Linked DNA regions of Hordeum vulgare: region 1 is linked to region 2. A link is a contact called in public Hi-C data. All regions are on one chromosome and are shown on one strand. The core of a region is the stretch at or near the end of the contact, and the rest is flanking DNA. Distances in the headings are between cores, read along the strand shown.

What was found. A called contact is a pair of places that touch in the nucleus more often than the background predicts.
Region 1: a Hi-C map of leaf shows a contact between it and region 2, with 4 times the contacts expected there. The contact joins the promoter of LOC123443348 here to the promoter of LOC123439717 in region 2. A contact is called at or near these places in 4 of 6 Hi-C or Micro-C datasets (leaf, seedling and an unstated tissue) and 1 of 1 datasets of contacts at active chromatin or transcription factors (embryo).

What each region holds. Positions count from the first base shown.
Region 1 is chr3H:156,023,876-156,031,252 of MorexV3_pseudomolecules_assembly, reverse strand. LOC123443348 reads left to right here and starts at 6,003. Exons shown (of 7, transcript XM_045119687.1): 1 at 6,003-6,164.
Region 2 is chr3H:155,687,651-155,694,445 of MorexV3_pseudomolecules_assembly, reverse strand. LOC123439717 (transcription factor bHLH150-like) reads left to right here and starts at 4,616. Exons shown (of 1, transcript XM_045116404.1): 1 at 4,616-6,175. The coding sequence starts at 5,161. The coding sequence ends at 5,835.

The DNA of each region.
Region 1 (7,377 bases), core at 4,754-7,253, 340 kb before region 2:
AGTGCCGCGCAACTTTCGCCGGTGCACAAAACCCACCATTAGCCTCCCTCAAAACAGCCACCATACCTACCTACTATGGCTTTTTCAAAGTCATTCCGAGATATATTGCCATGCAACTACCACCATGACATGTGCCACCACGTCTACATTGCCTTTGCATGATCGTAAGATAGCTAGCATGATGATGTCTATGCCATGCTAGATCATTGCCACGGTACACTACCGAAGGCATTCCATATAGTGTCATAGTTGCTCTAAGTTTTGAGTTGAAAGTGTGATGATCATCATTATTGGAGCATTGTCCCACGTGAGGAAATAAAAGAGGCCAAAGAAGCCCATAAAAAATGCCAAAGAGCCCACCAAAAAAAAGAGAGAAAAAGAGAGAAGGGACAATGCTACAACATTTTCCACACTTGTGCATATTAAGCATCATGATCTTCATGATTGAGAGTCTCTCGTTTTGTCACCACCATATAGCTAGTGGGAAATTCTCATTATATAACTTGTCTTGTATATTCCAATGATAGGCTTCCTCAAAATTGCCTTAGGTCTTCGTGAGCAAGCAAGTTGGATGCACACCCACTAGTTTTCTTTAAGAGCTTTCACATACTTGTAGATCTAGTGCATCATTTGTATGGAAATCCCTACTCATTCACATTGATATCTATTGATGAGCATCTCCACAGCTCATTGATATGCCTAGTTAATGTGACTATCTTCTCCTTTTGTGTCTTGCAACCTCCACTACATTCCACACCATCTATAGTGCTATAACCATGGCTCACGCTCATGTATTGCGTGAGAGTTGAAAATGTTTGAGAAAGTAAAGGTGTGAAACAATTACTTGGCCAATACCGGGGTTGTGCATGATTTAAATTCGGTGTGCAATGATGATAGAGCATAGCCAGACTATATGATTTTGTAGGGATAACTTTCTTTTGGCCTTGTTATTTTGAAAGTTCATGATTACTTTGCTAGTTTGCTTGAATTATTATTGTTTCCACGTCAATAGCAAACTATTGTTTTGAATCTAATGGATCTGAACATTCACGTCACATAAGAGGAATTACAAAGGACACCTATGCTAGGTAGCATGAAAGCATCAAAAATTCATTCTTATCACTTCCCTACTCGAGGACGAGCAGGAGTTAAGCTTGGGGATGCTTGATACGTCTCAAACGTATCTATAATTTTTGATGGTTTCACGCTGTTATCTTGCCTTCTTTGTATGTTTTATGTACCTTTTTATATCTTTTTGGGACTAACTTATTAATTTAGTGTCAAGTGCTAGTTCCTGTTTTTTCCGTGTTTTTGACTCTTTTCAGATCTTATTTTGGAACGGAGTCCAAACAGAAGAAAAACCCTGAAATGATTTTTTCCCGAACGGAAGAAATTTAGAGTTAAGATTCAAAGGATATGGATTTTTGAAAAATAAATTAATACTGCGGGTTGATGATCAGAAACTTGAAGGGTTTTTAAAAAAAATAGTATGACGGACTAAGATTTTTTTTTATTAGTAGGTATAGATAGATATCTCTACTATTAAAGGGGGATCTGCCGTTGTGATGGTTAGACCTCCTTCGATCTCCCCTCCTAACGCTAGCTATCCTCCCACCCACGTCCTTCCATCGATTTTTTTTATCCCTCTAAAAACCAATCAATTCAATAAAAAACAGCCGGTTCAATAAAAAACCTCTACCTCGTTCGCTACCCTTCTTTCTTCACATGCACGCACGCGGTAAAAAAAACTGAAAAACAACCACGACCCACTAGCCACAACGCACGTCTCAACTCCCTCCAACCCCCTCCTCTTCTTTCTTCGTTGGACTTGCCCCACATCCTCCAACCCCCTCGATTCCAATCTCGTATCTCGTGAGAAACTTCATTGAACTGGGCTGCGCGGCGACATGGGATGACGTCTCGGCCTCTCACTTTCTCGCCGTTGAGCCCTGCTCCGCATTTGCCCTGCATCTACTGGAGCACGCAGCGGGAAGCAGTCCTCAAGCAAGGACGCTGACGCTGGCGCCCCTGCAGCTGCTGGGCGAGACGAGAAGCCGGGGACGTCTGAGGCAAAGTCCGGCGGCGACGTGGGTGGGAAGCCGGTTCACGTCGACGGGTCGCTCGCGTTCACGGCCGATGACCTGTTGTGCGCCATGGTAGAGTTCACGAGGAAGAGCACATACGTGTACAAGGCGACGCTGGAGACGAGAAGCTGGGGGCGTCTGAGGCGGAGTCCGGCGGCGACGTGGGTGGGAAACCGGTTCACGTCGACGGGTCGCTGGCGTTCACGTCCGATGACCTGTTGTGCGCCATGGCAGAGTTTACGAGGAAGAGCACATACGTGTACAAGGCGACGCTGGAGACGAGAAGCCGGGGGCGTCTGAGGCGGAGTCCGGCGGCGACGCGGGTGGGAAGCCAGTTCACGTTGACGGGTCGCTGGCGTTCACGGCCGATGACCTGCTGTGCGCCATGGCAGAGTTCACGAGGAAGAGCACATACGTGTACAAGGCGACGCTGGAGACGAGAAGCCGGGGGCGTCTGAGGCGGAGTCCGGCGGCGACGTGGGTGGGAAGCCGGTTCACGTCGACGGGTCGCTGGCGTTCACGGCCGATGACCTGTTGTGCGCCATGGCAGAGTTTACGAGGAAGAGCACATACGTGTACAAGGCGGCGCTGGAGGACGGCAGCGGCCGTGAGCGACTACGGGAGAAGATCTCCAAGGGCCAGATGGAGTTCGGGGCTGCGGCGGTGGTGCTCGGTAAGGTCTGCAGGCATCCCAACCCCTCTTGCTTAGAGCCTACTACCTCGGCCCCAAGGGGGAGAAGTTGCTCGTCTTCGATTACATTCCCAAGAGCAGCCTGGTGGCCGTGAGTGCTTGCTGGAGAAGATCGACTAGCTAGCAACACCCGAACACATGTAACGGACCTCTTCAACTAACGGTGATAAAACCTAGGGGCTATATGTTAATATGTATCACCTGGGTAAGCGGAGTTAGGATTTCTATATTACTTGGACAGGCAATCTTTGGTGAACTCTCACAATATGTGAAATCTATAGGCAACAAAAAGAGAGAACTAGCAAGCTGGTGGTTTCACTATTTTATCAAGATTTGTTGTGCTAATTTAAGTAGTTCTAAGCTATGATCTAACCTGACCATTAGTATATTATTTATTGATACAGTCCATCTTTTGCTTTTCCATTTTTAGTGAATGGAGTGGATTCTGAAATTGCATATTTCAATTAGTTTTTGGTCGTTCACCTTGAGTAGTAATTCTGTTTATTGTCCCAGTTGTTATTTCATATAGGGTACCTTGCTATGTTGTATATATAAGATACTTCATATGGGAGATCAAGCTTGTAAAAGGAAAAAATCTTGACTTGGCAAGGATAATGTTAATCATGATATATAATTTCCCTGCTTCAAAATGCTCCTTGAGGTGTAGTTAACAGTCCTCTGAATATTGATTGTTTTTCTTTACATAATTTGACCATTTGTTCATGCTTTCCTTCATGATGGATCGACCTTAAAGTGATAAGACTAGTCTTTTCGAGAGCTAACACTTGGTATGTGGTGCTCAATCCTGCTATTTTTTAGTCCTTCAGTTTTATGAGTTTTCACATTAGACATTTTATTTATTTCAGTTGGTTTCTAACTAGAGATTCACATAAATAACTTTGTTCTGGTTTCATAAAAGAAATCTGGCACACACACCTAGAAGATTACTGATTATATGCTGCCAGGCATTTTATTATGTTCATCTTTCTTGAAACCATTTTCAATTGTAGGTTATTGACTATATATAGTTTAGGCAAGAGAATAAGCAGGAGTGTGTTTAGGTGAGGCCCAAATACAACATCTCACTTCTTGTTTTGGAAATCATCTATAATTAACTCCAAGAGGTCACTAGCTGAAGGAATGGTGCATTGTGATGCTTTTGTCGTGTCACTAAGCTTGATAACATCTCACAAACTGTAGAAGTAATGTACTGATTTATTATGTAGGTTGTGTTTGGCAATGGAATAGAAATTTTGCTGCTGAGGTATGAAGGTAAGGACAAAAATATTGCTTGTTTTTCGTTTGCCTGGTTGTGGTCATAGTTGATTTTAAGCCCTATATGATTTTTTGTGGTTGTGAAATGTATTCACCTGCATCTAGAAATAAAATTTTACTCTTGTTTCATCCTTTCAGTGTGTGCAGGGTGTGCTAAAGTTCCTGATACCTGAAATTCTTTATCACATCATGCAACAATATAAAAACTAGAAAAGTTCAGATATTATCCATCATTTTTTGGTAAAGCCATTACACATCGCCTCCGAGGAATAGCCTTTGAGATATTCCTGGAAGGAGAAAACAATCGAAGGAGAAAACAAAACGAAGTGGGTCAACTATTTTCTCCTTCTCTTTGTTCTGCATCACTATGTTCTTATCTATGAAGCCTTCGACGAATTCACCTTCGACACCCTATATCTTTACAACAAAGGAAACTAGGCCCATGAATTTCTGTTAACGACATTTAACTCTATAGGTGACCTGCTTGCATAGATTATTACAACATAACATCTTCTTAACTTGCCTTTAGTAACAAACATCATAGTGCCAAAAATAGTTTTAGGATGATACTAATAAAACTATTGGGCCATTAATTTTTTTAATGTAATTTTGTTTTATTGCATAGTGCAGGTGGAAACAAATTAATTCACCACATGAAGAGCCCATCGGGAACAATTGTTTTGGACTTCTGTGGTACTCTCAAGTAATGGATCTTTTATGGCCTTGCTAATATATATAAGCCAGAACCATATTTTGTATAATTCTCAACATCCTTGGAGTGAAGCACAATAATTCCATAATGAAGTTTATATCATATTCCATTTGTTTGTTTCATAAATGAGTTCTTCTTTTATTTGCTTCTTTGATCAGTTTGGAACTAGCACTACTCAGAGTAACTGAAAATTGATAGTGGCCTATACAAAAATGAACGGAGTGCAAGGTCTATGATTGGAGTGTGTAAAACGGGCTTATTTTATTTGACTCTTGTCATATAAAAGTGTACTTTTTTATTTTTCTAGATGCCCTTATGAATCAGGAACAAATATAGTTTAAGTATTTTGAAGTGATATGTGCTATTATTGTTTCGTTTTCTTCAGTTGTTTACCACATGATTTTCTTTCAGGATGGGATAATGAAATGGTAAGAATCAGTTTCTCTTATAGGTATGAATACCAATGCCACCAAGTGCAGACATATTGATGATTTGTCAAAAGATAGCAAACATTATATCGTGTCTAGATATGATTGAAAAACATGCTATGTAGTGCTATTACACCAGCCGAAGTATGAATTATAGTCCCTCCTTAATTCGGACATTGACGAACTAGCTTTTGCAATTCACTCTAATCATTCAATATGTTGAAAACAAGATTGAATGTTAAATAACCATAGGAGCAACACTCGGCCGACAAGGAAACAATGAGCATGTGTATCATCAAATTTTGTCGGTTCTTCATTTTACTCCTTAACCAACTACTACCTACTTTCTAACATTGTAGCATGCAGTAAATTGACTTCCTAGAAATACATGGAAGGGAAATATATTTGATTTTTTTGAACAGATTGCAAGAAATAAATGTACGGCACCTACAACCTGTTCTCAAAACATATATTTATGAAATCATATTTTATTTCTTTTTAGCAATTACTCATGTCTAAGTTTATAGTTTCGTGGCAACGCACGGTCATTCAACTAGTATAGATATAGATGAAGAAAAATATAAGAAGGCCAAAAAATTATGAAGCAGTTTTTACATCAGCGTCCGCGGTGCCAAAAATCTTGCATCTCCTGCCCTAAAATCCACAGGAAGGAAAAATGTCGTTTTCTCCGGTGACCGGCCGAGTAGTAGCAACTTGCACGGCCGGCCCGGCACTCTACGATGGCAACGGCCGAAATCCAGGTCGACCGGGTCCCACACCGGAGCTACGTGTAGTCTATTTCTTGCGTGCATCTCAGAATTCGAGACCGATCCGATCGCAGCAGCAGCAGCGGCCAACAAACATCCCTCCACTCATTGATAAGCAGTCGCTGCCGCTCGTCGTCCCTCGGTTCCCCATTTCTCCACCTCCGAGCCGACGCCTCCCTCGCCGCCGGCGTCTCCGTAACCGTGACTGTAAGCGATCTCCAACTCCTCTCCTGCTCATAGTCCGAGCAACTTGCTTACTTACTTAGCTTGCCGGCTGCCGTCGGGACTGGGTTGCTGTCTCCGTAGATTGGTAGATCCCGCCGTCAGCTAGATCCGGCTGGTCTCTCGGCGTTGCCTCGTCTCAACTTGTGACGAGTGCGTTATCGGGTACTCTAGTTTTGACTAGCCAGCGTTCTTGGGCCGCTTTGTTTCTCGATCCGGGATGTGCTGGAGAAAATTAGGAAGAGAATTACCCGGCCACTGCCACTGATCGTCAAAGGAAGCGAGAGATCCGCACATGCTTCATGCTCGGAACCGGGCATAGCTGGAGTATGTTTAAGATGGATATAATTCAACAACCAGCTGGTGCAGTCAGCTGAGCTAACAAGCAAGCGAAGTGGCAGAGACCATCATGGCGTGTGTCAGCAGAGAACGAACAGGGGATCCGAACAAGGGATCAGAAGATTCAGTTAGATTCTCTGTCACCGAGGACTGTCGTGCTTTATGAGAGCATTTCGTGTTGCCATACGGTCAAACAGATTGCAGGAATCTGCTGGAAGTCCATCTAGTACTAGGATACTGTCAATTTACCTGGCATTCAGGGACATACTACTAGTTTTCAGATTTGTACACCAAGCAAAGAAACCACACCAGTAGTAGCCACTAATCAGTATTCCGATTTCGCCTTGTTATACTTATAGGGCTCTGGATGAGGATGCCCGGGTATATGTAGGTAGACTTGTTCTGTGGACCACTATGGATGCCCGGGTATCAAGCTTCTGCTTCATTTCTGTATCTAGAACCACGGGAGGAGGTGTTACCATTTAGAAGGGCCCCTGAGGCATTAGCTTGTTTTTGCCAATTGTGTACACAAACGATTAAACCTAATTAATGGGCTAAAAAAGAACAACCAGTGTGGATCCTCTGGCAAGTTAATGGTAAAACAGATACTCAAGGTTTCTGCTTGTCATGACAGGCTAACATTGAGTTTCCATGTACTTGATTTTTTGTCGATCCAATGGGCTGTCGAATGAGTCGATGTGCTGGCCAATGGGTTGCATCTGACCTTCATTTCAAAGCATATATGAACAATGCTAGTGAATTTATTGATAAAAAACAGTTTGATCTGTTTAAGTTCCATATATCCAGTCTCGTATTCATGTTTATTTGTTCTATCGACCAAGAGATAATTTCTTCCTTA
Region 2 (6,795 bases), core at 3,367-5,866:
TTAGGGGTCATAACCCATTGGTTATATCAAATCCTTATGAATTTTTACATGTGCATACTCACTAACACATTAGTCCCTTAATCACTTTTCTCATTAATATCATCTAAAACACACTAGGGGACACTAGATGCACTTACATCTGGTCTAAACATAAACTACGAGATCGTCTATATCATATTCCAAATTTCTAACATTCCTTAACTTTAGCCCTTGATAGATTTTTGTGGTGGCTGCACATTTTAGGGGTTTTAGAAAAATATGGGAAAATATAGATAGTAATCAATCCAAGGAGGTTATAACATGCAAAACTTCATAACATTGAACATTTTTGTTATGGGTGTAAATGACAAGAGAAAATTTATTTCTCTTTTAAATTTGCATACATTAGAAAAATTATCATACTAGATGATTTTTTTTGCATGTTTTAAGTTTCATAACACCACCACGCTCCCGGTTCTTAATGTATTTGTTTGGTAGTTTTTAAAGGTGTAGTGCTTCATGTTTTTACCTTTTGAGGTTTTGTAAATATTGTCAAAATATCCATAAAATAAGAAGTATCAACTAATTAGGTCATCTATGTTTCATACAAAACACAAAAGATAAATGTTATTTCTTGTAATTTTTGCATAGGACATAAATATTTTAAATTGTGACATTTTTTTATCATCGTCATTTACAACATTTGATACATTTATGTTGTTTCAAAAAATCCAAACACAAAACAACTTTTGAGGATTAGTTCAAATTTCACTTCAAAACAATTTTAAGAAGTTCACAATTTCATATAGTTAACTTCATAATTCAGAGTTCAATTCGGGCGAGAACCACAATTCAGGAGTCCAAACTGGTTATTTTCTATGTTGACTTCTCAAACTAAATCTAACAATTCTGCCATCCCACCTGTTAGAGCATATTTCTCCATATGTGGTTTTGGTAATTGATGGCAATCCCTATGGACTAATGGTTGCCTTGAGTTATATTCGAAGGATTTGTCCGTAGGCACTTCTTGAAGTCCATCGCTTGGTTTCAAGGAGTTCATTTGGTGACCAAGGTGGTATTCAAGTTTGTATCCAAAGACTCGTCATATAGAAGATAAGATACATGGTTGATCAAGACGAAGTCAAAGAGTGAATCAAGTTGATCAACACACAAAGCGTATAAGATTCACCGAGAGGGATCAAGTGATCCCACGGTATGATAAGTATTGTCCATTACGCTTTATGTGCTAACCCATGTTCTACATGAGAGTTCTATGCGGGGTCAGGTATGTCTCCATGGGCTTGCGTCAAAAGGAAGTTCTCATACATCCCATGGAGGATGACATCAAGTGTTGATCGTCATCAAGATTGTGGCGTGCAAGTTCAAGTGGAACATCATGAAAAGATCATGGTTGAAGCTTGTTGTCCATTGTGGTGACAATGGACTTGTCAAGATGTGTGGTAGAGTGGCTCACCCATAGTGGAGTATGGGGGACAAATCGACTAGTCTTCATGGAGGCAAGGCAATCAAGAAAGTTGGTCCATCTTGAGGAGCACAACATCGTCATCATCTAGATCAAGTAGACTATGCGCAAGGCAAAGTTTTGCCCTTGATAGCTTTTCTATTCTACGAGTCTCATAGTGTTAGTTGGGAGACTGGGTTATAGCATAGATTGACGTACTATCAAGGGGGGCTCTCAAGAGACTAGCTTGATCGTATCGTTCGTCGAGAGCTCAAACCATTTGCATCCTTGCATCATCTTTCTTGGTTCTTGTTTGGTGTTTCTATTTTTGAGTTGTAGAGCTTATGGTCATCTTCATGACAAGCTCGAGTTCATCGAAAATGGAGTCCATGTGCATCGTCTATGATGTTTTTGATGTTGGTGTTTTTGTCGGTTCTTCATTCATAGAGGTTTCACATCTCTATATCATTAGCATTATCCATATCATTAATCAATGTTGGCTAGCTATTGTCATCCTGAATCCAACAAGCTTGAGTTTGCTCAATTTGGAACTCATTTGCAGCAGTTATGGCAGTTCTCGTCTTACCTGTTTTCTTGCAAGCGGTTGTACCGCTTGGCCGGTAAGTCTGGTGCAATTACCATCTGAGGGGTGATACCCTGGGGTTGCTGCTCTTAGGTTGTTGCCCAACTGTTGTATTGCTGCCTCCTGGCGGTTGTACCGCCAAAATCTGGTAAACCCTATGAGGCGGCTTCACGCGGTTGTACCGGCCTAGTACTGCCCCACCACCAGACTAGTCTTTGTTTTGGTGCGATACTTGGGTGGTAGTGACCAGGTTGTTGTGGTCAACTCATTTTGAACGACTGTACCAATGTTCAGAGCGGTTGTACCACTCGGTACTTAGCCACCACCCATGCTTGGTCCTGGCGGTTGTACCGGTACTTATAGCGGTTGTACCACCTCTGTGTTATTCTGCACATAACGGGTAGATTCGTGGGGACCTATAAAAGGGGGTCTTCTTCCCCATTGGTCCACAACACTTGAACTCATATTTTCCCCCCATTGTTGACCTTCTTTGAGCTTGCTAACTCTCAACCCCTACAATGATTCTTGCTAGTTCTTGAGGGAAAATGAGAGGCGATCTAGATCCACATTCCACAAATCACTTTCTCCTATTTGTGAGGGGAACCCCTTGGATCTAGATCGTGGAGTTCTCCGTGTTCTTCTTCGTTCTTCCTCTCATTTTCTTCCATAACATTAGTTGTTGTGGTGGCATTTGGGAGAGAAGGACTTGGGCACTCCGTGTGCCCTTGCATTGCATTTGGTGCATAGATTTGAGTTCTCCACGGTGATACGTGGAAGTGAAGTTTGAGAAGCTTATTACTCTTGGGTGTTTGGGCACCCTAGAGCTTGTGCCTCTTGGGTGCTTTGGCGCCCTAGACGGTTGGTGGTGCCTCGGAGCTCAATAATTATGGTGTAAAGCTCTCGGCAAGCGTCGGGGTCTCCAATTAGGTTGTGGAGACTGCCCCGAGCATTTGAGGTCACCTCGGAGCGACAATCCATTGTGGTGAAGCTTCGTGGTGGTGGTGTTGGGAGCCTCTAGATAAGTTGTGGAGATTGCCCCGACCTTATTTGTATGGGTTCGGTGACCACTCTCAAGGATCCCTTAGTGGAATCACGACATCTTGTATTGTGCGAGGGCGTGAGGAGATTACGTCAGTCCTAGTGGCTTCTTGGGGAGCACTGTGCCTCCACACCACTCCAAACGGAGATTAGCATCTGCAAGGGTGTGAACTTCGGGATACATCATCGTCTCCACGTGCCTCGGTTATCTCTTACCCGAGCCCTTTACTTATGCACTTTACTTTATAATAGCCATATTGTTTCACATCATATATCTTGCTATCATTTAGTTGTTTATCTTGCTTAGCATAAGTTGTTGGTGCACTTAGGTGAGCCTAGTTGTTTTAGGTTTTGTGCTTGACCAATTAAAGTTAGTTTTTTTTCTGCATTTGTTGAAACCGAAACTATAATTATTTTAAAGCGCTTATCCCCCCACCTCTACGCGACATCCACGTTCTTTCACCATCCTTTTAAGGGTCTAGTTCATATCTTCAAACCTAACTGAAAACCTATGGATCTCAAATGCAAAATGAGGAATAAAAATAAGCAGAACAAAGAACCACGAGGTCAATTTTGTGACTAAGCTTGGTTTAATGTGACTTAAAGATCCTCAATCAACTAGGCATATTTCGTAAACTTGGAGGCAAATTTCACCTCATTCAAATTAAGTTGATAAAATAGACAAATACATTAGATAGAAACGTGTGAACAAAAATTAACATGCACACAAGTAACTCAACACTCATAGGTTATGTACACACCCACGTAATGAATTGTTCTCTTTCTCCATAATGACTCAACAAATTTTAGGGTTTCATCCCTGCCAGCACCACTGTTCGTCCACCCCACCTAAGATGGCCCTTGGGCCTTGGAGGTACAACGGACTCCCTCCCTTGAGGGAGTGCATCAGTGCTTTAGGTAGTTTCAGTGTTTTTGGCTGGACGACAAGAGAACAAATGTGTCTCAGATTTAGTGTAATGTCGTCCCCGTCCCGTCCCCTCTCCGACGGAAGACGATGAGGCGCGTCTCTGACGGATCCATTTGGATTTGTTTGACCCTTATTTCGTTGATGTCTTTGCAGGAATGACCCTTTTGATCTACACTTTTCATCGTCGGCGATGATTGATATATGCCGGTGTGTTGGTTATTTGTCCTCTTAGCACGAGGACTTTCCGATGGTCTATTATAATAAGGTTCGACCCGCTCCCATAAGGAAGGGGCATGACGACAGCATCTTCGACGTGCTTGAGTGCTTATAATCATGGTTTGGTGCTCCATGGATTTGGCTGTATTTTCTCTAAGGTTGCGTATTACTAAATGATCGAGTATTTTTCGCAACAAGAAAACCCAACACTCACGACATCACTATTATTATGAATCAACTAGTGATTCCGACTTCAACAACGACTCTGACTTGAGTGCTGATAGCTAGCATGGAGATGACACGTGGTTTTAACAAAGTGGTCGAAGATCGATACTCCTTTGTTTTTGTTTATTTGGCACGCTGAATTTACTTAAAGTCAAAACTATAAACTTTGACCAAGTTTATGGTAAAAAATAATAATATATACACCACGAAATCAAAAAGGGCGCATCTTTCGGATAAAAAGGCCCTTTTTCAGGTAAAATCAAAAGGGCTTAATATGAACCACAACGTTGGGAAACACTAATACTAGCACGGCAAAAAAGTGAAAATAAGAAAGCGCGCACTCATCAATAGCGACCGTAGCGAGCGAGCGAGCGAGCAGCGCGGAGGCCACGCTACAGCGCCAAATTCCACACCAAACAAAGGCGCGGCGACGAAGGAAGGAAGGAGCGAGCAGGCAACACCCGCACTAGGACTACTCCAATGTCTAATCCAGTCGCTAATCACCACCACCACCACCACCGCACCAGCAAATAAGTACGCCCACCCCCGCGACGGAAAGCTAATCTCTCCTCTCCTCTCCTCTCCTCCACCTTCTCTTTCTTCTTCATACTCCCACCATCTCCACCACCACCACCACCACCATCTTCTCCTTTCTCCCACCCACCTCTCTCCGCTGAGTCACCTCCGCACGCCACCCGCCGATTGATTTCTCCATCCAGGTGCGCGGCCATGATCTCTATAGGCGGGTCGTCGTCTTCCTCGTCGTCGTCGGCCGCGGCGGGTGTCCGGATGGGCGGGGCCAAGCGGCGGGGGAAACCGGGCGGGGCCGCGCCGGGGGCCGCCGGACCGCCGCAGACCAAGTGGCGCAGCGGCACGCAGGAGAGGATCTACGGCCGGCGCCTGCTGGACGCGCTGCGGGCCACGCGGTCCGGCGCCGCGTCCTCCGCGCACCACACGCAGCCGCGCGCCGTCAAGGCGGCCGCCGATTCCGCGCTGGCGCTCACGGCGCGCGGACAGTCGCGCTGGAGCCGCGCCATCCTGCTGGCCGGCGCCGCGTCCTGCCGCCGCCGCGTGCTCGTCAAGGCCGGCGGGAAGATCCGACGCCACCGCCGCCCGCAGGCGCGCGCCGCGGCCGCTGCGTCCAAGGCCGCGGCCGCCGGCGAGCCACCGGTGCTCAAGGAGAAGAAGGTGAAGGACCGGCTCCGCGTGCTGGGCCGGCTCGTCCCGGGCTGCCGGAAGCTGCAGGCCCCCGACCTGCTCGAGGAGACGGCCGACTACGTGGCCGCGCTGGAGATGCAGGTCAAGGCCATGCGCGCGCTCGCCGACGCGCTCGCTGCGGCGCAGCTATCCTCGCCTCCCCCGCCGTCCGCCACCGGCGAGGACGAGGCCGAGATGGAGAGGTGAGGGTCTGACTCATCGCCTCGCCTCGCCTCCGAGGGGGAGGAGATTGATGATGACATGATGGCGTTGGGCTCGGGAAAATAAGGGCGATTAATTGCTGGATGGACGGATGGATTGTTACCGCGAGAGGGGGTTCTGCGATTCCAGGAGGATATTGTGATTCCGATGATGATGATTGCTGCTGCTGCTGATTTGTAAATTCTTGATGCTACGACTTGTATAAGTAATGCTGCTCTCTTCTTGTCTTGTGTTCTTGAAATGTTCTTCCTCCTTGTGAAACAAGACGGGGGATTCCTGTGCCTGTCTCCTGCGGATTGGATTGGATTGGATTGGATTATGATTTGGTCTGGCTGTGTCACGGTGAGTTGGGAGTTTTGTTTCTTGTACTCTATAAGTGCAGTGCTAGCCGTTTGGGTTCATGGCTTCCTCGAGCAGCCTTCCATAGGATTCCAACCATCTCTTGCGAGACGAATTCTCGCTCTCCATACGGCAAACCCCGTCCTACTTGAGCTCACACTTAACAGAAATCCGAATTCGATCGAAATCAGGGATAGAGATCGATGTCGTCAACCGTAGTGCGAGCTTAAACCGATGAAGCTAACAAAGATCAGACAAGGCGTGAGCAGAAAGATTCCGCTGGTTGGTTCTTTCTGCTGTGGGCGCAGTCCCCGGCCTGACGCCGGTTTCTCTGATCCGGATGGGCGAGTATTATTTGCTGCCGCAAATGTGTTACTGCTGCGCAGTAGTGCTGCAGCACTGGCCTTCTGCGGGAAATTTTCTGACCTGCATTTATGCACGTGAAAATGTTCCCCTGCAGAGGGCTCGACGGGGACAGCCATCTGAGTCGTCGTCATCCTCTCGGTTTTCCTTCTTTCAGTGGAGGCTGATGAGTGTTTTTGACATGTGGAGGATGAAAATTTTGGCTGGCCGTTTCACAGAAATGTTTTAGGAAATTCAGAAACT